Linked DNA regions of Mus musculus: regions 1, 2, 4, 5, 6 and 7 are each linked to region 3. A link is a contact called in public HiChIP or PLAC-seq and promoter capture Hi-C data. All regions are on one chromosome and are shown on one strand. The core of a region is the stretch at or near the end of the contact, and the rest is flanking DNA. Distances in the headings are between cores, read along the strand shown. Region 1 holds the start of Relt (RELT tumor necrosis factor receptor). Region 2 holds the start of Rsf1 (remodeling and spacing factor 1). Region 3 holds the start of Rps3 (ribosomal protein S3). Region 4 holds the start of Capn5 (calpain 5). Region 5 holds the start of Acer3 (alkaline ceramidase 3). Region 6 holds the start of Fam168a (family with sequence similarity 168, member A). Region 7 holds the start of Clns1a (chloride channel, nucleotide-sensitive, 1A).

Region 1 (2,965 bases), core at 462-2,961, 1.4 Mb after region 3:
TTCTATCAGATGTGGTACCCCATCGCTACTGCCACCTCTGGAGCTAGGGAGCCCAGATGCCACCCATTCTACATAAATTGAGGCACTGCCCCTCTTGTGGGAGCAGGAGTCTCAGAATGGCCTTTTCCAGAGACCAAGCAAGAACTCCAAGACCAGATCAGAACAGACCATTCATTGCCGGAGAACAAATATTCCCTCTCTTTCCAACCAGGGGGCTGAAAAAGGAGACCTGGGTAGAGAAGTGTCTTTGGATTGAGGTTTCAGTATCTAAAGGGCCAGTGGCTTTTGAGTGGGAGCCTGACATCTTCTTGACCAACTGTGAGCAAGACTGTTTCCAACTGTTCACCAACACATGGGAACCTTGGACCACTCCATTGTGTCACAAGCAGACGCCTGCCCCCACCCCCACTGCAGTCTTTCTGTCTGGAGGGGAGAGGAGAATGGAGAAGACTGACCCAAAAACAATAGAGGATCCCAAAGTGATGATTCACAGGCTATTCACACCTCTCTGCAGACTGGGAGACTGAGGCTTAGCAGGGGTAGATCTGATCACAAAACAGAATACACAGTGCCTTGCTAGATGTTGGGGACTTCAGTGTGTGTGTGTGTGTGTGTGTGTGTGTGTGTGTGTGTGTGTGAGCGTGGAGTGGAGTGGAGACTGAGACCACCTCAGGTCTTCTCTGTGCCAGAGGGGCTAGCCCACCCAATTCTGGCTTCCTCTGCTAGGTCATGTCTGCGTGCAAACTCACTAAACTGAACTCTAAGGGTGTCTTGGAGAGAGATCTTTATTCCCTAGACTCCTGATCTTCCTTGGCCCCTCAAACACTGGAAGGTGTCAGGTTCCTCCTTGTCTTACTCTATCCTAGGCAGGCAGGCAGGCAGACAGTCTCTCTCTCTCTCTCTCTCTCTCTCTCTCTCTCTCTCTCTCTCTCTCTCTCTCCTCCCTCCCCCCCCACCCCGTCCCACATGCACCCTATGACCCCGTGATTCAGGGCTTGCTTAAGTTATTTAGGGTTCCTCTGTTCTACCTTATACTCACAACTAGCCCGGGTCACACTACAGGCCGGCCACACACAGTGACCCCAGTGACCTGGGGTCTCTCACATACACAATCACACACACTCTGCCTGCCTCACACACAGAGCCCCTCTGTGTCGCCCGCTAGGCTCGGCGTCACCGCCCAGTGTCCCAGCCACACGTTCGCCCGGGCCAGGCCGCCTCATGCGCCGTGTCACCCACAGTCACTGGCTGACACCGTTCAGAACACCCCCCCCCTTCCCGGCCGCCCCGCGCTGCAGCCGCACCGAGGCGCCGCCGTCCCGTCCCGCAGCCGGCCTTTGGTGTCAGTCCAAGTTTCCCGGGCTCCCCCGACCCCTTGCACGCCAAGTTCCGCTGCTTCCTCTCGCGCACCTTCTGACAGACTGCGCCGCGCGCGGTGCCGGGAGGACGCGCAGCCCGGGGGCTCCGGGACGCGTAGACAGCACCAGGATGGGACGGGACTGGGCAGGAGAGCGGGGCTGACGCATCCGCCGCTCAGGAGAACTTCCTCGGAGCAGCGGAGCGGGGCTGAGGGCCGTGCGCACCCTCCTTACCTGGCCCGCAGCACCAGCTTCGCTCAGCGTCCGACGCGGCGCCGGGGCCCCGCTAGGCGAGCGCTCGGGGCCGGCCGCGCAGCCTGCGCGCCTTTTGAATGAATCGCCGGCCTGGCCGGGAAGCTGCGCGGCCCCTCCCCTCGCGTCACGGCTTCTGGCCCCGCCCCCGACGTCAGAGCTCCGACTTGCGGCCCCTAACCCCGAGCCCCTCTGCGGGCCAAGGGCTCACGATTCTCCCGCCAGGCCACGCTGCTCCGCATCGCCACCTCTTGAGCCTCCTAGGAACTGCAGGGGCTACGACTAGGATGTTCTTCAGATGCATCCCTTGGGGCGCATCAGGGAGGCGCGGCCGTGTGTGTGTGTGTGTGTGTGTGTGTGTGTGTGTGTGTGTGTGTGTGTGTGTGTGTGTGTGTGTGTGTGTGTGTGTGTGTGTGTGTGTGTGTGTGTGTGTGTGTGTGTGTGTGTATGTGTGGTGTGTGTGTGTGTGTGTGTGCGCATGCATCCCTTGGGGCGCATCAGGGAGGCGCGGCCGTGTGTGTGTGTGTGTGTGTGTGTGTGTGTGTGTGTGTGTGTGTGTATGTGTGGTGTGTGTGTGTGTGTGTGTGCGCGCGCGTGCGGGCGTGTGTGTGTGTGTGTGTGTGTGTGTGGTGTGTGTGTGTGTGTGCGCGCGCGCGTGCGGGCGTGTGTGTGTGTGTGTGTGTGTGTGTGTGTGTGCTCCGAACCAAGAAATCTGGGCTTGTGTGATGCAGCGAAAAGGTGCTTGAGACATGAATGCTACTCAGATCCTGTCACCATTGCCTGTGTAACTAGGGCCACAGCTGCCACTGCCTGGGAATAGTCTTTGGAATTGGTTGTGGGTAAGAGCACCCTCAGTGTCTTGGATGAGACCCAAGCTGGTTTCTAGAATCCCCCACCTAGCTAATAAGAGAGACTATAAGGAATGCTCACCTGGTGAATTCCTTTGGAACCTGGCCTAAATACCCCTTCCTTCAGGGTAGCTGGTTCCTCCCCCAAGTAGGTATGACAATGACAATCCTCTCCCCTAACACCAGCGGTCCCACTCTTCTATCACCAATGCCAGCCATCGCAGTGTCCAGTGGAGGACAGGAGAAGTAACGGACTGGGAGGCCAGGATTTGGGAGGCAGAGGCAGGAAGCTCCTGAGTTCCAAGCCAGCCTGGGCTACATATGGAGACATTGTTTCACAAGCAAGCAAACACAAAAAGAGTGACCAACACTATGAGACATCGTTGTAGAAGCCAGGCAGTAAGTAACCATTGCACTCTTGCAATGGTTATAAACTGGGCCCGTGTGTGGTATGGTGCGGTGGTAGTAGCAGTAGTGGTGCGGTGGCACTAGCAGTAGCACATCTCA
Region 2 (3,102 bases), core at 602-3,101, 1.9 Mb before region 3:
GAGTTCTTCCTGACTCTGCCACCTGCCAGGACAAGAAGGAATCTTTCAAAGTACATTCAATGTGACAGAAAAACATACTAACCACTTTACTGTGAACTATCCATGCTGTAGATATTATTATTCACTTTACTAAAGTTCAAAGTAACAAAGAAACTTCGGAAGGTTATAAAGTAATTAGGGATAGGACTCAAGTCTGGTTCAACTCAAACTTACTTCCTGCTCCTAAGCATACAGTATACTGCTTCCTAAGCTGCAGGTTCTATTTATTTTCCATTGTTGATGACTTTCCCCATTCTGGGATTCTTTCTGAGAGAATGCTACAACCAACTCTGGAATGGAGTAGAACTCTGCTTCCTAACAAGCTTACTGCTGTGCAGCGAACTCCCAGCTTTCTAAGTAGAATCCTAGCTCACCCTCTAGACCTTGGCCAACTTAGAGCCTGAGCTGAGCCCAGAGTCTTCTTAGCATCTTAGTTCCCGAGTAGAGAGTGGTTCCTCAGATTTGGTCACCCAGCAGAGGCAATTCCTCATTAGTGATCCACAGAGTACCTTAGGCCCTGGTCCACCGGTTCCATCTGGCAAGGAAGCTCTTTAAACAGGACAGTAAAACAACTCAAAACAGCTTCAGGAAGTCCCTGAAACTAACCAGATTCATTAGGTCTCTCTCTGTCAGAGCAAACAGTAAAAGGTGATCGTCTCTCTCAAACTAAAGGAAGTTGAGCTGAAAAAAAAAAAAAAAAAGCCTCTCAGACAAGCTGCACTGCAAAGAAGACTCTGAGATGGGACCAGCTGCCTGGGAGGAGCAGAAGCCAGCTGAGCTGCCTGGAAGAGGTTCAGACCAGAGTCACTTGGAAAGGACATGCCAACGCAGTGAGCTGCCTGCAGGCTGTGCAGTTTTTATAATCTGTCACCCATGCTGGGGTGGGCCCTGGGGTCGCAGCTGTCTCTGAGTCATTCCTGCTCCTGTAAGTGACCCCTTATCCATGCTCCTGTTAAAATAAAACGCATTGGTTCGCCAAGTTGGACTTTGGTGTTATCTGTACTTCGGTCTGTCGGTGGGAGCTCTGTCTGGGGTGAGATGTGTTTACCGTCCCCCCAGGAAAAGTTTGGTCACACAACACTCAGGAGAGGGCAACACCCCTCAGCAAACTTTCTGAGACTTCTCTCCAGGGTCCCGCGCCAAGCCACAACCGCACCTTTCCTTCTCCTAACCTCTCTCCTCCCTGCCATTCTCTTTTGCTGCATCTTGGTGTCTCTCTTCAACTCCCTCTCTGTCTCTCTCTCTTGGTCGTCTCCGTTCCCAGATCCCGCAGAAAACTCACGCAGCGCTTCTGTTCGCGGTTGTTCCTCCAGTCGGATCCGTGCTTCACCTTTCCCTGCAGCTAGCCGAGGGACTCTGAGCCACAGCGGTTCAGCCACCAGGCCTGGAATTCGCCTTCAGCCGGCCCACACCCGAAGCTCCGCCCCCTCCCCCCATTGGCTATCGTTCTTAGAAAGTCCCGCCCCCAACCTCTCCGCCCCGCTTCCCTTGTTTTCATTCCCCCTGTCACACGAGGCAGTAGCGACCCCGAAGTGGGAGGGAAGAAGTCGGAGCCTTGAAGTCGTAGAGGGAAGGGGACGGGAAGAGGGCGGAAAGTGAAGGGCCCAGAGTGCCTCTCTGTCCCCGATCTAACTCAGTTCTCGACTGCTCCGGGCCGGCGTGGTATTGTGGGATCGCGGCGCCTGGCGCGAGACGCTCGCCGCCGCAGGGGCGTCCACTCGAGAGCGCCTCCTGTCGTCCGTAAAGCTACCCTGCCATCCCTCGGTCCCCCCAACTCCTCCCGCCCCCCCATCCCCTCCTCCTCCATCCTCCAGTTCAAAATGGCGGCGGCGGCGGCGGCGGCGGCGGCGGCAGCGGCAGCGGCGATGGCTCCTCCGGGCTGCCCGGGTTCGTGCCCCAACTTCGCCGTAGTCTGCTCCTTCTTGGAACGCTACGGGCCGCTGCTGGACCTGCCCGAGTTGCCGTTCCCAGAGCTGGAGCGGGTGCTGCAGGCGCCGCCGCCAGACATCGGCAACGGAGAAGGTAAGCGATCGGCCCGAAAGCCCGGCGGGAAGCGGCCCTGGCGCGCTTTAGCTCTCCATAGATACCCTGGGGCTCTGCGGCCGTCCCTCGCCAGGGATTGGCCTCCGCGGAGTCCCTACTCCTCGTAGCCCGGGGGTTCCTGGGTGCTGGGGAGGCGGGGCGGAGGCCCCCTAGGGCCACCGTGCCCCGCGGGGACGGAGGTGGGGGCGTCGCGGACCGGGTGTGGGCTAGGGCCCAGGAGGGGGTATTGTGCCGGCCTGACGCTCTGGGGCCGGGTCCCCCGCGCCGGTGTTGCCTCCAGTTCTTACCCCTTTAGGTGGCGGGGGAAGGGGAGCGCAGGTTCCGGCCAGCTTTGCGCTTTTCTCTTCCCCTCCTCCCACCAATCCGCCCCACCGTCTCCCGGGAGGCTGGGCCCATCTTCTCTCGGCGCCCCCTCTGCTCACTCCACCTGAGTGGGCGGGGGCCCGCGGACACTCCGCTCTCCCGGTGGTGGGAACTCCCCCGAGAGAGTCGGCTCCTGCCTTTTCCCGTCCCCTGGAGGGCTGGTCTAGCCCCCCAAACTCCTTCCTCCTTGGGAGATCTGAGTCTATGACCAGAGAGGGGGCTTCCCCCCTATTCTCGCGTAGGAAGGGGAAATGAACTCGGCCCAGCTTCTCCGCTCTGGGTAGGAGAGGGTTAATATCTCCTCCTCCATAGTTTTTCTCCTCACCACCTCCCCCAAAATAATAGAAAAGCATCTCTCCACTTTTCTCTATCCCTTCCCCCTATCTCAGCTACAGGGCTTAAGGGAAGAAGTCACTCTTCCATTTGCTGGCTGGGGTGGGGTGGTTAGTCTGTAGGCTGGAGGAGGGGCTCAGATGGCTGGGGAAACAGTTGAAGAAGGTGCTTGTTGCTCATGTTTCTCTCTGGTGCCGCTGGTCTATTATTGGTGTTCGCAAGTGGTGCTCCTTCCACATAAGGCCACCGCGCGGGTTCAGGGCGCATGCTCTGCCCGGCCCCATTGAAACTTCCTGCTGCTGCTGCTGGTCGTGGTTCTTTTGC
Region 3 (3,095 bases), core at 462-2,961:
CTGTTTGTGGTTTAAGACAGGGTCTCACTACAGCAGCCCTGACTAGCTCTGCCCCGCCGTCATCCTGCCTTCTGCGTGCCAGGACAAGAATATGGGCCCCCGCCATGCATGGCAATCGCTCTGCTTTTAAGGAAATTTTGGCAGAGCATCAAGTACCTGTGACTGTCACTGGCCATGTCAGGTTTTCAGAAGTACAATTCTATAGCAGAAGCCACATCCCAACTCAGTCTAAAACCCCCGGGAGATAAAGCAGAGGAACTCACCTCTACGCTGCCTTCAGGGAAGCCAAAGCGCTTCTGGACAACTGCGGTCAACTCTCTGATCCGACGACCCTTCTCCCCAAGAACATTCTGTGTCCTGTAGAGGGGAAGCGCAACCATTTACTCAAGATCCCACCTGCCGCCCACCACAACGCCAGCACACACGTTAAATGGAAGGTAAGTTCTTCCCAAATGCAGTTCTAACAAAGCAGTTACACCCACTGAGGCCAGATTTACTGCTTGGTTGGCCCAAGTTTACACAGCATCTCAGTACACACAGTATTTACAGGTGACAATCAATGGTATTTCTACCTGGTGGCTAAAATAATGATTTCTGTCCTGGTTGGTGTAACTCGGACTTCAACTCCAGAGTAGCCATCTTCAGCCAGCTCCCGAGTGAGAAATTCATTCAGCTCAGCTTTGAAGATGCCATCAGCTACAAACTGAACCAAAGGAAACAAGTTACCTCTGAGGTGAAGACAGGGTTAGTCAGAGCAAGCCCAATGGCCCTACAGAAAAGCAGCAACCCTTCTCAGACAAATGCCTCTTGGTCATCTTTAGGAAGTTTCTTTTGACCACAGTGCTTTCAGCTGTGCCACAGAACGCAGCATAGTGAGGCATCTTGGACAAAGACAACACTTCCTACTCAGACTCGTCATCACCTCTTCATCGAAGGGCTCTACGGCATAATCTACACCCAAGAGACAAAGAAAAATCTGTCTCCAAGTAGCACATGTACAGCTGGGACTGTAAGTTGTACCTCGGATAGGAGAGGAATCCTGACTCAAAACAGGTTTATCATCTGTGTGCATAAGCACAAACGACAGACCATCTATTTCTAAACCTGGCAACCTGCACACTTTTCCCCCATGAAATGATAACCACAGGGACGCTGCAGCTCCGGGTCCCGAGTGAACACGGCAGCAGTCAGTAAGTAGGCTTTCAACTATGGCCACTTGCAGGATCACGCGACTAAGAGAAGGGACTGCTAAACTTCACTTACTAAAGAAACTGGACTAGATCTGATGGCACACGCCCTCTAACTGTGCCACAGGATTACTATTATGGAGACCAAGAAACGCTCAAAGGTGTCTAGTCCGGAACTGGAGGCGCCCGGTGTTCGAGTCGGTCCAGAACTCGAGGAGTTTGTCCCTCCCTTGCCCAGGCACACAGCACTCGCCCGGCTCCGGCCCAATACACAATCTACGGCCATCCGAGGCTCGAAGAGACGGCAGGCGGCCCCAGACGCTCCACAGGACTGATCACGGAGCCACAGGCCTCCCTGGCACTTGTAGAACCCGCGGCGGACTCCCGAACCGGGCCCAGACGCTTACCTTCCTCTTCTTGGAAATCTGCACCGCCATCTTGCAGCCGCGCGCCGCTGAAAGGAAAGGAAGTGGCTCGCGGGCGGAAGTAGGTATATAGGGCGGGAGCAATGACGCCGCGCAGCGCGGCGACCCTTGCAAGTGTTCATGGGAAATGAAGTTTTGCATGGGAAATGAAGTTTTGCGTCTAAAACGGCGTAGGGGGGGTGTAACCTAGCAACCTGTAATGTAGGCGGAACAGGAAGTAGACATCTAGTTCCGGTCTGAAAGTGCTCTGTACTCAGCAAGCTTGGGGTTCCAGCACTAACGAAGTAGAGGGTCACAAGTTTAAGGTCATCATTGACTACATAGCGAATTCGAGGCCAGCTTGGCCTTTATGAGTTTCTGACTCAAAAGTAAAAACGTAAATAAATAAAAAATTTGAAAAGAGCAACCTTCAGACTAGAGGTGCAAACCACAGGCATAAGCACACACTAACAGATTTTACCACCTTCACGTTCACGCTAATGAAAACTTTCATTGAAATGTATTTAGAGGACCAGCTGGATGGCTCAGTAAGTTACAGAGTGAGTGGGACAGTAGAAAACCATGGCTGCGTATACATATATGCAAGCATAAAACACATGCGTGCGCACATGCACACAGATTTAATATTATTACAAAGGTAAACCCTGATCCATGAGATGGGCTTATTTGTAGGATTTCTGGTAGTGAGCACCTCCACTAGAACCTGTGGGAAAAAAAAATTTTATTTTTTGGTTGTTTTGTTTTGTTTTGTTTTTCCGAGACAGGAACTTTTTTGACTCGCAGCAGGGTGGAATACCAGCAGCAGGGGCTTGTCAAAATAATAAAGCACCAGGGCTTCGGGGACAGACTGTTGAATAGTATAAATCTAGGCCATAGGACCTTCCCTTCACACAGACCCTGATGTCCACACAAGCAAAAGTTCATTGCCCAGAGGCAGAACCTGCTGATATAACTTGTACTGCAGTGTGTGGCTCACTTCACACTGGAAACACGGGAGTCTGTTTCACCCTGTATTAATCCCACGGAACAAAAGTAAAAACTATTACTTAAACTCTTTTAGACAAATTAAGCAAGTTTTATTTTCTATCAGACAGGGCTATCTCCCTAAAGTGGAGTTTTAAAGAATAGCATCAAACATAGAAGTGGAATTTATATAACTCAAAATTTCTAAGACTAGGTGGTTTCCAAGGGAAGAGAGATTTCCAGGGGAATGTTGGCTACACAGGAACTTGGCAGAACATCTTATCAGGGTGGAAGTCAGGGTATAATGGAGTATGGAACATGTCAAATTCCAGAAAATGGGTTGACGACAGGATCAAACCCAAGTGTTACAGAAAACAGGAATGAACTTATTTTGACCTTGTAACAAGATGGCTTCTAATCATGGGACAGAGTCAGACTGGTCTGTCACCTGATGAAGCTGTTTCTCCATTTCTAGTGCACCACAGCCATGGCTGCCTTCTTATAACTATCTCCTTGTATC
Region 4 (3,076 bases), core at 296-2,795, 1.3 Mb before region 3:
TCGTAGTTTGGACTCTACGGTCCTTTCTTCACCTTGTTGGACTTTTCCTAGTCCTTGTTCAGATGAACTCTCATCAGCTCCCAGGCAAGGATGGCCCCTCTGACTTGTGCTTGACTCTGCCTTCTCACCACGCCAGTCAGGAGCTCATCTGTTGGCCCTCCATCCTCTCAGTGGGAAGAGAAGCCTCTTAGGTTAGGCTCCACCCAGGCTTCAGCTCTGACCCAGCCTAGGGCAGTAGCAGCAGCTGGGCCCACCACACCCGACCCCCCCTGGTCTTCTTCACCTCCACCCAAAACACTAAGCCTGCAGCAAGGACCAGCAAGGATCCAGGGAGGCCTCAACCTCCCTTGCACAGCAGAGCTTCCCAGGAAGATCTCCCTGAACACTTAGCTGCCCTGGGCATTGGCTGAGTGTTCCACCCTCTGGCACAGAGGAGATCAAGGCTTGTGTCTTGGGATCCTGGGTGCCAGTTCTGGCTGGGTCACCTTAGAGAGAGGCTGCCTTCCCTTCTGCTGCTGGGGCTCATCTGTGTGAAGTCTGGGGCTGACTCTCACCACAGGAAAGACTGCCAGGGCAAATGAGCACCTGTTATTGCTCTTCAGCCCCACTCCACCCCTGGGCCCCCTTAGGGGGACCTTTCCTACACTCCCCACCCCCAATCCTGACAGCTGGAGATAGGATCAATCCTGAATTGTCTCCGAAAAAAGCCAGTTTCTGCCAGACCCGCCTTGCTCCCAGTGCCACACACCCAGCCCTGAAGGTAAGGAAGAGCCCCCCCCCCCACCCCCATTCAACTAGGGGATTGTGGCCAAGAAGGGGTGAAGGGTCATCTACCTGGGATCTTTGGTCTCATGGTCTCATGCCTACTCCAAACCATGGGATGTGGACATCTAGAAAGGTTAGAAGGTTTAATGGGTTGAGGAGCACAGGCGTGAGGACAGGAAAGGGGACCTGTAAGGAAGATTAGAGTCTAGCCCACCAGTGATAAGCACACCCCAGCACTTCTGCACTGGGAACGCGGCCTCAGAACACCCAGGTGGAGGTGAGGTTGATTTCTCACCCAGGGCTGCGGGTGGAGGTAGGGATGAGCTCAGGGGCCCCGGGCATATCTTTGGGGGGTGGGGTGGGGGTGGGGCTCCGCCTCCTAGGCCTGCAGGCCAGCGCTCAACTCCCAGCCCTGAATCCGCGGGATGTACAACCCCTGCTCGGATTCGTGCTCCCAAGGCACGCACTGGCCCGCGCTGCACCTGCACACACACCCAAACGCACACTAATGTGCGCTCGCACACGCCTCCCTCCGCGCAGCGCCTCCTACCTGCCGCGTCGCCGCAGCTGGAGCTGGACTCCCGGGATGCAGAGCACAGTGCGGGCACTGGAGCGGAGGCTAGACCAGCCCGCGCCACAGCCTGGGACTCTGCGGGGAGATGATACCCCGGCAGCCCGCAGGCGGGGGTTGGAACTTGGACCCCCGGGCTTCAGTCTGTCCCGCCCCTCCTCTCAGCCTCCTCCCATTGGAGGCCAGAGGCGTGGTCTCCCGGGGTGGGGCGGGGCGGGGAAAGGGAGGTTGTTGCGCATGCGAACTAGAGAGGCTGTGCCTCCCCCCCCCCACCCCCCTCCCTGAGGCCGCCCGATAGTGCTGGCTCGAAACTGAAAGGGTGGCCCTGACCCAACACTCCTTCAAACCCCACTCCAGTGCTGTCCGCGATAGGAGAGCATCCCGGGACGTTGGCTGCCTACCTCGCCATTGGCCTTGGAGGACCTGCGTGCCCCACTAAGTGCTGGCAGAGAATGTTGGCCGACTTGGGGTATGCATCTTAGCCGGGCTCAGACAGGGCCAAGGCAGGGCAGCTGAGAATGGGAAGACCCAATGAGATGAGAACCACTCCCTTTCCATTTGTATCCAAACACCCATTCCCAAGATTTTAGCTGGAGAAGAGGAATGTAGGCCCTGGTGAGGTGTCCAGAGGGCCCCAGTCAGTTAAGGGAAGCTGGCCCTATCCTGTCCAGACCTGTCCTGTCCTGGGCATTTATCTGCTCTGAGTGTAGACTAAAGCAGCAGGGCCCAGATTTTTGACCCTCTCTGACTGCCTTCAGAATGCCCTGGAATACACCAAGCCTTGGTTTCTTACTCTGTGAAGTGGAAACTGCAATCTCCTCAGGCCAGGCGGTTTGGGGGAATCCCAGGGAGATTTATAGATGACCAGGGCTGGCCAACAGTAGGCTGGGTCACTCTAAGGCCACAGAGACAAAGCTTGTCTGACCTGGTCATACTAGTCGCTCACAGGTCAGAAACTCAGGCCCACTCATCCCTCTAGTTTCCTGGTCTCTGTTAATGATTACCTCAACCTCAGTCATCCGGCCCTCTACCTCACCCCTGTCCCTGGCCACCTAAGTGTAGCTCCATCTGGTTACCTGACTGACCAAATAGTTTCCAACCATGTTGCTGTTCCCCCTACCCACCACCACCCACGCACAATGTTCCAAGACTACTAGGTTCCGCTCTCCATTTACCCTAGTCCTGGCCTATGGCCGCCGGCCTAGGGTTTTTACATTCTTTCCATCCCCACAGAAAAGCTCTTCTATTGCCTCCACACAGCCTCAGCGTGTCTCTGTCCAGAAGCCCTTGGTCCACAAAGCAGATCTGGATCAAGGGCTCACTCCACCAGTTACCGAGAAAGTTCTATATCCTTTAATGGTCTCAGTTTCCTTGTCTGTAAAATGGGCTTTCTAGGAGAAGCACATGGTGATTGTGGAGACAAAAAATGTCAAAAAGGTTCAGTCAAAGTCCTCAAGCAAGGTAGCAAGTAGCATTACCTCTGTCAGGGCACCTCTCAAATCTTCCGAGATAGAGCAGGGGTCATGTCTGGGAAAGTGTGTTCTTCAGCCCACAAAGCCATGGTATCCAGAGAATGCTCTGACTCTCTTCTATAGCTCTGAGTATGGAGCCAGGAGAGGGTACTATGTGTTGGTTTCATTCGTGGGCTCTGCCTTGACTCCTTAGCTGTGTGGCCTTGGACATGAGACCTGTACTGCAGAACTCAAAGCAGCACCCACACTGCAGTCGTGGGGTCTCATT
Region 5 (2,788 bases), core at 196-2,695, 1.2 Mb before region 3:
GGCAAAGTGCTTCCTTTGCCAATGTTTGGGTTGCCAAGTAATTACCCTATAAATGATCCCCTTTGCCCATTTTCTCCTTTACTGTATAAAAACTATTTATTTAAACTAGTGGTTCTGACACTCAGCCTAAATCATGGCCTCAAGGGCATGGGACTAACGTCCTGAAAAACTACAAGACTTTCTCATCTGGCCTGAAACTCGTCCTCCAAAAGAACTTAAGTACAGAACGTTAGCTAAGAGTTTTGCCTCACGGCCTAATAAAGTGGATCCATTCAAAAGAAGGCAGTAGCAACCAAAGACTATTCTCTGTTCCTTGCCAGAAACCAAAAAAGGACGTGTTCTCAAAAGCTAACCAAAGCGGATGGAAGAAGTGGCTGATTTCTTTCTTGCCTGGTTGGAATAATTATGTAGAAAACACAAACACACACACACACAAACACACACACCCCGAGAAAACCCTAATCTGGCTAGTAATGCTGGTCTCCAGGAGCAGCAAATCGTGAACTCTAAAAGTGCTTTCATAGAAATAAGTGTCCTCAGATGACCACTAGCCCCTAGAAAGTCTGATAAGCTAGATGCAGTGGGGAAGCAGGGAGAGGTAGTCTCTTGGGAGAGCAGCTGAGGAAAGTAGTGACTAGGTGCTCTGGCTACCACCTCTGGGACAAGAGGAACAGTGATCTCTAGAAGAAGGCAGCGGGTAGGGATGGCAATAGGAGTGAGAATGGGGGTGGAGGCTCCGGCATTGAGAAACGGTAACTGTCTCCTGGAAGTGAGTGGTCTACCGAGAACGGACAGATGAAGGGAAGGCCCCTGAAGAGTATTCCCGGATTGAGGGTGGATGAAGCCAGTGAGCGTCCCCTTCTCTGTGCCCGGCTGGCTGAGGCCGGGTAGCAGCATTCGGGCCCTCCCGGCAGAGACCTCCTCAGCCCCGAGCGACTTCAGGGCGGGCAGTGGCCGGCCTGGCAGCGGCCGCGCTCAGGTAAGAACTCCTATTCCCAGCGGCGCGCCTCACGCTCTCATCCGAGGTCCGGGCGCGGCTCGTACGTCCCTTTCGTCCCCAACCTGAAGGCCCCCAGAAGCCAGTCCAGGCACCACTGGCGGCCACGTCGGCTCCCCGGCTTCCCACGGCCGCGCACGCCTAGCTGCCGCTCGCGGGCCCGGCCTGGAGCCTACCCTCGCCGCCAGGTTCGCCCTCCGCGTTCTCCCACACGTCTCCCCTCGGCGCGCGCCCTCGCCTCAGGCTCCACTCACAGAACTCAGCGACGAACAAGGTCACCACATAGTTCTCCTCACACCAGTCCAATGTGGAGGTCGTGGGGCCCCAATAGCCTTTGCGGTCCACAGCCGGAGCCATCGCGCTGACGCCCCACACACCCTGCTCAGCCGCTCTCGGGCCGGCTCAGGCAAAGCGCGCTCTCCGGCTTCCTCCTCCCTTACCCAAAGGGCAGGGGCGGGGCTAGAGCCGTCACTGAACCTGCCCAGAGGCAGGCCCCGCCCACCGAGCCTCTGGCCCGTCCCGCTCCCTGCCCAGTCCCACCCACCGCTCCCGGGGCAGGCGCAAATGACCCATCCTGATCGTGCGGGGCTGATCTGTAGCTCTTGGACCCTGGGTGGGAATCCGGAGAAGTGGGAGAGGTTGTTATCAGCCAGAGGAGTTAGGGAAAGGGGCGGGGGGAACCCGGCCGACCCCGACGTGAGGGTGAAGTAAGTTGGGAGGCTTCCAGGACCCACTTTTCCGTCAGGATGGGACCAAGCCTCTATTAGTGTGAGGGCAGTCTGTTTTAATTGGGGCAAGAATGAGAAGAAACCTTTCTCTGTCAAGATTAAACTTGCACAATGAGACACCTCAGTGTCTAACTCAGACCACGGACCTCCAACGAGGGAGGAGACTAGTAACAACACCCCCAGGCAGCTCCAGAGATACCCAGGAAGTCATTCTGAGTGAAAGGGACAAGTCAGAATGTACAGAACAAAAACCAGGTATTAGGATCCTTTAAAAGTATACACTGAGGGGCTCCGCTGTTAGGACCGTTGACTGGACTTCCAGAGGTCCTGAGTTCAATTTCCAGCAACCATATGGTGTCTCACAACCATCTGTAATAAGAACCAATGCCCTCTTCTGGTGTGTCTGAAGGCAGCTACAGTGTACCCACATACAACAAATAAATAAATAAATAAATAAATAAGCAAACAAACAAACAAATCTTTTCTTAAAAAAAAAAAAAAACGTGTACACTGAGTAAAGTACTAAAAAGTCTGTGGCTTCCCTTTAGGCCATGCACAGCATTTTCTGCCTCTTTAGTGAGCTTTTCTCCCTTGTCACCTCCACACTGGGCTATTAAAGTCCGTGAGATGGCTCAACGGGTTTGGCTAAAGGCACTTACCATGCAAGCCTGGCAGGCTGAACCTGATCTCAAGAACCCATGTAAAATACAAGGAGAGAACCGACTTCATAAAGTTGCCCCCAGACCTCCGTACAGGCAACATAGCACACGTGTCTACACACACACACACACTGGGGGGGGGGCATAATAATAATAATAATAATAATAATAAGAAGAAGAAGAAGAAGAAGAAGAAGAAGAAGAAGTAAAAACTTAAAAAATAATGGATACATCCTGCTGCCTTTTGTGTTCAGCTCCATCAAACTTTCCCCCTGCTATGAAGATGCCGACTCTCCCACTTTTGTTTAAAATTTTGCTCCTTGAAGACCTCCCTGGCTTTCACACCTGAGAGCCTTTTGTCCTTCCTTCGTATCCCACACTCATGACACCATGAATAGAGACAC
Region 6 (2,723 bases), core at 218-2,717, 1.2 Mb after region 3:
TTTTGGACCTGACACTTATCTTCCCTAAGATAAAACTGTAAATTACAGTAAACCCTTCCTTCCTTCCTTCCTTCCTTCCTTCCTTCCTTCCTTAAATTGCTCTTATCAAGTATTTTGTCTCAGCAACCAGAGAAGTAACTAATACAGTACACAACTACCATTATTTTAATAGTGGGATTTACAGAAAGGTAGACACACAGTCCTGAAACACTGTTTAGGTAAACAAGACCCAAGGAAAGTTTGTAGGTGGGAAATCAAGAGGTTGTTGTATTTGGAATATCTATAGCTGTATCTGTGTGTGTGCGTGCAAGCATGTGTGTGTGTGTGTGTGTGTGTGTGTGTGTGTGTATGCATATGAAATAACCTTTTATGTTTAAAAAACGGTGTGTGCTTCCTTAAACAATTCAGACAGTATAAAAGATAAGAGGAACCTGAAACCTAACAATTCTTTCTTTAAGATAATCACTGATAACATTTTGGAGAATCTCTTCACTGAAATCTTTACGCTTTTATATCCTCGAACTTCAAATAAATCGAACCTGTCTAATCTTGCTGTTTTTGCTATCAATTTGCCCCTCTGACAAGAAATTGTGAAAAGCCTTTCATGTCTAAAGATATTTACCATCATTTTAAATGGCTGCTTAGCATTACGTTGAATACATACATCACTATTTATTAAATCAGCCCTCTATTGATGAATATCTACATCCTTCTCAACTCATATTCAACAACCTCCTATAATAACCGTGGGCATTGTTTTCCAAAAATTTTTGATAATCTTTTTAGATTAAATACTTATAAGTAATGTAAATGTAAACAAATGTGCTTTTTACATGAGGATTTAAGTTGCAGACTTGTCCTCTGATTTTCAGGGATGCCAGGGAAGCTGATGCAGCATTAGTTCTGGCGAGACAGTGACAACGGAGATGGCGAGGAGAGTACAGAATTACAGGTGATGTAGCCAATCTAGGCCCAAGCTCAGTGGGTTGGAATAGTCCTTCCCCTTTTTCTCTCTTTCACTTCTTTTTTTCTTAACATGGAGGAAGGACTGAGAACTGCATGTCCCAGCATTTCGCAAGGACCACACTCCTGGGAACTGTAGTACCGGGTCTGAGAGGGGTCCGGAAGGAGAGAATGGGAAACTGTGTGCGGCATGCTGGGAGGTGTAGTCCCTTGGGCGGAAAAGAGTGCATGTGTAGGTTGTTTTGCTTCATGGAGATGAGGCTGCGGAAATATCCAACTTCCCTCCCAAGAGGCCTTTGAGTTTACAAAAGCCCGTGGGAGTCCATTGTCTGTGACCCAAGAGGGTGCGGTCCAGGACCGGAGCAGGGTTGGGAGAACCAGGCCGCGCAGGGCCGTGGCAGAGCATGCCGGGAGTTGTAGTTCAAGAGCTCGGAGGCTGTGGGACGTGTCGGGACAGCGCGCCGACTCCTCCTCCCCCGCCCTTCTCAGCGGTCCCCCGCCCCCTCCCTCCGCCTCCTCCTCTCTTGCCTGCAGCCGAGCGTCCCCTTCCCCCACTGTCGGGTTTCTCCGCGGCTACTGCAGAGGATTCAGATCTGAGTAGCTGAGGAGAAGGAGGAGGAGGCTCCCGTCCCTGCGCGCCATCCACCACCCTACTGGACACGGACGAGGGAACGAGAGCGTCGCCGCTGTAGCCTCCAGAGAAGACAAGGGCATCGCCGCTTCAGTTGCGGCCGCCGCGGTTTTCGTCTGCAGCAGCTCGCCGGTGAGGAGACCCCCCCTCCGCCCCCCGGCCCGCTCCCGTGGAGCCAGGGCTGGTGGCGCCGGGGAGAACGAGGGTGGGGGCTGTAGGGCCCCCGCGCCGGCTTGGGGGAGGGGACCGAGGTGGCGATGGAACGGCGGGCTGGTGGGGGAGACTTGTCCGTACGCGGGCTGGGAGTGGGGTGAGGGTGGGACAGCAGCAGGTCAGGGAGGGTAGCGGAGGGGGGTGAGGGGGTAGGACTTTACATGGAGGGATAACCAGACCAGGGATAGGAGCATGGGGTGTGTAGGGTATTGAGGTGGAATTTGGGATTGTCTTGGGGCGAGGTGGAAGGTGAGATTGGAGTGGGATGTCTTTTAATGGGGGATGGGACTGAATGAAGGTGATGATTTGGGGTTGGCCTGAAGCAGTTGACAGCTTGTGATCAGAGCGGGGTGGGGGCTAAGGAGATGATTTCAATGCCAGTGGGATATAAACGTTGGATGGGACTCTAGGGAGTGCTAATTTTGGAAGGTGGGACTTGGGGTGGACCTGGGGAAGGAAGATGGAGATGGTAGGAGCTGGGGGTGAGGGCTTTGGCATGGGTTGAGACCCCAGCTTGAAATGGGCTGTTGTCTTCTGGGGATGATGGAATTTGTGAATACTTACGGAAATAGGGCTTGGAGAGAACAGAAGAGGTAGGAATTGTTTGGGGTTTTCTTGAGGTAGGCTGCTGCTGGAGGTTTGAATTTGGACTGGTAGTGATGAGACCTCCAACTACAGGAGATGGATGGATGAGGTAAGCTGACAGGAGGGAGTGAATTGTAAGTTGGGCCCCAAATAGGAAGACAGGGATTGAAATTGGGGATGAGGGCTCAGTGGAAAAGGATTTAGGATGAGTTTAGAGTCTCTGGAAGGAACAAGGTGGCTCCCCTGAGCGGAAGTTGGAGGTAGAGGATATGTCAGACTACTCAGCTGGACTCAACTAAAATAATTCTGGCAGGTGTCGAGCAAGGTTAGT
Region 7 (2,792 bases), core at 34-2,533, 1.8 Mb before region 3:
CTAGTCTCACTAACAACAAACTAAATTTTAAAACGTAACACTTGGAACTGACTGGAGACATGGGTCAGCTTGTGAGACTGCCTAATGCCTTTGCAGATAGGGTCACTGCGCCCAGGCAGGGTGGCTCACACCTGACTGTATGTAGGTAGGTATATACATATATGTGAGGAAAAAAATCTTTAGATTCCTCTGTTGAAAAGAATCCAAAGGGAAAAAAGGAGGAAGAAGAGAAAGAAAGATAAAACTGCTATCACATCCTCCATGTATGTTATCCAACCTAAACAGCCTTAGCCCCATAGATATTACAATTCTACAGCCAAAAAAAGTGGAGTCTAGAGGTCAACTGACTGAATTCCATCCACCAACTCTAGCTTGTGAGTTTAATGCCTCAGGTCCCATCTGTTAAAGTGGGTAATAGAAAATGTGTTCATATTGTGTATCATAAAGAAAAAAATTAATTGAGCAAGTGTGGTGATGGGTGCTCATAGTAGTACCAGTAAACTGGAGTTCGGTGCAAATCGATTATGTATTGGAAGCCAGCCTGGGATACTTAAAGAAGCCCTGTCTCAAAAACCACGAAGGAATCCATGAAGAAATATAAGAGGTAAAGTCCGTATGCTGTGTGGTCTATAGGTCTCTGTTATGGGTTTCTATTCACCAAACCTGTAGGTTTTCACTGCTCTTATTCACTGGGACCTAGCGAACAGGGAAGGCAAGGGTTCCTAACCAGTGGCCTACCTTTCCCTCGGGCAGTCTTTTGACTGTCTTGCTGCGCACTGTCCATCATTAATGTAACCTTTTCGTGCTCGTGGCATGACTCGTGGGGATGGGGCGCTCGATCTCTCCGGCGACGTGGGGACTAAGAGGTCTGGTAAATGGCTGTGTGAACCCAAGGAGAACAGGCCTGACGAGGCGGAAGCAGGGTAGACTCGTGCACCCAGCCGGGAGACTTGGGATCTCCAGATGCGTGTGGATTTTATTTCTGTGAGTCCTCCTTCGGCGAGGGACTCCTGGGGCCTGGGTCCCTTCCCGCTTTTTGTTGGGAAAGGCTTGGTATTCCTTATACATCCTCTCTCGGGGTTTGCTCCTATGACCTTCAAAGAGAACCACATAGAAAACACTCGATTATTCTAAGCATCCTTAGAGGAGCGGGAAAGGGGAACCGATGCCACGTGACAAAAGCCAGCCGGCTCGCTGCGGACCTCTGAGTTGCCTAGAACATCCCGTCTCTATGGTCAACCGCATGCTAAGGCCCTCGCTGAGAAAGTTGTTCTTCCGGGCTACGACTACTGCTTCCGGGGCAGCTCCGTGCGAGCCGCGATTGCGGTACTCGCCTCTCTCGGTTCGCGTGGAGCGATGCTTTCCCCGGCAATGAGCTTCCTCAAAAGCTTCCCGCCGCCTGGGTCGGCCGACGGGCTCCGGCTGCAGCAGCCAGACACCGAGGCTGTGCTGAACGGGAAGGGGCTCGGCACCGGCACGCTTTACATCGCGGAGAGGTAAGGTTGGGGGGCGCCGACCAGCCGGCCGGCGCTATTGTGCGGGCAGGGTGGGATTGTCCCCTCCCGAGCTCGGCTGGTTCTGTCCCCTAGCCCGCGTTTCTCCCTAACGACCTGTGCGAACCGGCCTGTCTCCTGCAAGCCTGGCGCGTGGTCACGTTGAGTTTTGAGTCTGCAGAGCCTCGGTTAGTTTTTCCGTGGGCCTAGCTTTCGGAATGGTCGTGTCAACTAGACGATTTCCCTGCGTGGAATATGTAGCTCAGATTGTGACGGGTTACGACGTTTGGTTAATGAGCTGGGATGTTCTGCTTCAAGTGTGTGTGTTTGTGGGGGCTGGGGGGAAGGACCATCTTCAGGCCCACGCAGGGCGGAGTCACAACCAGCCGAACCCGACTCCTGGATGTGCAGGTCCTGGAAGGAATTCTTCTATTTCACTACCTGCAGGATTCAGTACTTTCACAATAACATAGACATGCCACTAAAATACACACTACATACACGCTCATACCCTCCTACCCCCACCCCATACCTTCCTGTTCACCCGCCCTCCCTCCCCATTTCTTTCCTTTCCCTTCCTCCCTCCTTTCCCCCCTCTTTCTTTCATTCTTTCTTTCTCTTCTCATTCTTTCCTGTCTTTCAGAGTCTCTGGTTTACCTTTTGCTATATTCTATTTGTTGGCCACAAAGGAAATCCTCTGCTTTTAAGAGCTCGAGTTATAACATTGCTCCTGCCTAGAAAATCCAGGCTATCTCGTTTATTTCACCATCAGTAGATTAGTAATCTTAATTACATTCAAAGTCCCTTCTTTCATGGCACTGGAAAACAAATCTCTTGGGGACCAAGATTATGCCTACTACAGAGCCCAGGGTATAAACGTGTAAAGAGCTATTTGTTCAGAGAACAGTGTGGATAGTGGGACTGGGTGTTTAGACACCGACTAGAAATACAAATGTGGGTGGGTGCGCAGTTTGGTTGGTATATGTGTTTGGAGTAGCCATGAGGGAGAAAGAAAAGGGATGGGAGGGAAGAAGTTGTGAGATTCATTCATTCATTCATTCATTCTGTAAGTTCTGTTACTCTAGAGAACCCTGACTAATACACATGGGCAAATAAAATGGATCTTGTCAAAGTTAGGAATATATCTGTGTTCCACCACTCCACATGCAGAAGAAATTGTGGAGATCACCAAAGATCTTACTGCTTATACCCAGCAGATGTTTTCCAGTTTACAGTCTATTTCTTCCATTCCTTCTCTCTCCTAAGTCTTCTTTCAAAAGACTTGAAGACTCTTGAAGC

What was found. Promoter capture Hi-C pulls out the DNA fragments that hold promoters and counts their contacts. HiChIP or PLAC-seq counts read pairs in DNA pulled down with a chosen protein or histone mark.
Region 1: an H3K27ac HiChIP or PLAC-seq map of microglia shows a contact between it and region 3, with 6 times the contacts expected there. The contact joins the promoter of Relt here to the promoter of Rps3 in region 3. A contact is called at or near these places in 3 of 39 promoter capture datasets (liver and pre-B cells), 1 of 115 datasets of contacts at active chromatin or transcription factors (microglia) and 1 of 9 other capture datasets (liver).
Region 2: a contact with region 3 is called in a promoter capture Hi-C map of pre-B cells, with 2.4 times the contacts expected there. The contact joins the promoter of Rsf1 here to the promoter of Rps3 in region 3. A contact is called at or near these places in 2 of 39 promoter capture datasets (liver and pre-B cells).
Region 4: a promoter capture Hi-C map of pre-B cells shows a contact between it and region 3, with 2.2 times the contacts expected there. The contact joins the promoter of Capn5 here to the promoter of Rps3 in region 3. A contact is called at or near these places in 3 of 39 promoter capture datasets (the C10 cell line, liver and pre-B cells).
Region 5: a contact with region 3 is called in a promoter capture Hi-C map of pre-B cells, with 2.1 times the contacts expected there. The contact joins the promoter of Acer3 here to the promoter of Rps3 in region 3. A contact is called at or near these places in 3 of 39 promoter capture datasets (the C10 cell line, erythroid cells and pre-B cells).
Region 6: a contact with region 3 is called in a promoter capture Hi-C map of liver, with 3 times the contacts expected there. The contact joins the promoter of Fam168a here to the promoter of Rps3 in region 3. A contact is called at or near these places in 9 of 39 promoter capture datasets (the 3T3-L1 cell line, the C10 cell line, cranial neural crest and 5 more) and 1 of 9 other capture datasets (liver).
Region 7: a promoter capture Hi-C map of pre-B cells shows a contact between it and region 3, with 2.4 times the contacts expected there. The contact joins the promoter of Clns1a here to the promoter of Rps3 in region 3. A contact is called at or near these places in 2 of 39 promoter capture datasets (liver and pre-B cells).

The regions. Positions count from the first base shown.
Region 1 is chr7:100,861,702-100,864,666 of GRCm38.p6, forward strand. It overlaps Relt (RELT tumor necrosis factor receptor), which reads right to left and starts at 1,712. Exons shown (of 11, transcript NM_177073.6): 1 at 1,593-1,712.
Region 2 is chr7:97,578,045-97,581,146 of GRCm38.p6, forward strand. It overlaps Rsf1 (remodeling and spacing factor 1), which reads left to right and starts at 1,852. Exons shown (of 16, transcript NM_001081267.2): 1 at 1,852-2,061. The coding sequence starts at 1,860. Aamdc (adipogenesis associated Mth938 domain containing) reads right to left here and starts at 1,453. Exons shown (of 5, transcript NM_001177945.1): 1 at 1,322-1,453.
Region 3 is chr7:99,481,998-99,485,092 of GRCm38.p6, forward strand. It overlaps Rps3 (ribosomal protein S3), which reads right to left and starts at 1,712. Exons shown (of 7, transcript NM_012052.2): 1 at 1,595-1,712; 2 at 573-703; 3 at 264-357. The coding sequence starts at 1,624. Snord15a (small nucleolar RNA, C/D box 15A) reads right to left here and starts at 935; the gene lies at 788-935.
Region 4 is chr7:98,176,729-98,179,804 of GRCm38.p6, forward strand. It overlaps Capn5 (calpain 5), which reads right to left and starts at 1,546. Exons shown (of 13, transcript NM_007602.4): 1 at 1,316-1,546. Gm16938 (predicted gene, 16938) reads left to right here and starts at 466. Exons shown (of 3, transcript NR_045972.1): 1 at 466-760; 2 at 2,597-2,682.
Region 5 is chr7:98,308,097-98,310,884 of GRCm38.p6, forward strand. It overlaps Acer3 (alkaline ceramidase 3), which reads right to left and starts at 1,446. Exons shown (of 11, transcript NM_025408.3): 1 at 1,252-1,446. The coding sequence starts at 1,354.
Region 6 is chr7:100,705,168-100,707,890 of GRCm38.p6, forward strand. It overlaps Fam168a (family with sequence similarity 168, member A), which reads left to right and starts at 1,468. Exons shown (of 9, transcript NM_001362169.1): 1 at 1,468-1,726.
Region 7 is chr7:97,695,374-97,698,165 of GRCm38.p6, forward strand. Clns1a (chloride channel, nucleotide-sensitive, 1A) reads left to right here and starts at 1,284. Exons shown (of 7, transcript NM_023671.2): 1 at 1,284-1,496. The coding sequence starts at 1,357. Rsf1os2 (remodeling and spacing factor 1, opposite strand 2) reads right to left here and starts at 1,094. Exons shown (of 3, transcript NR_154552.1): 1 at 739-1,094.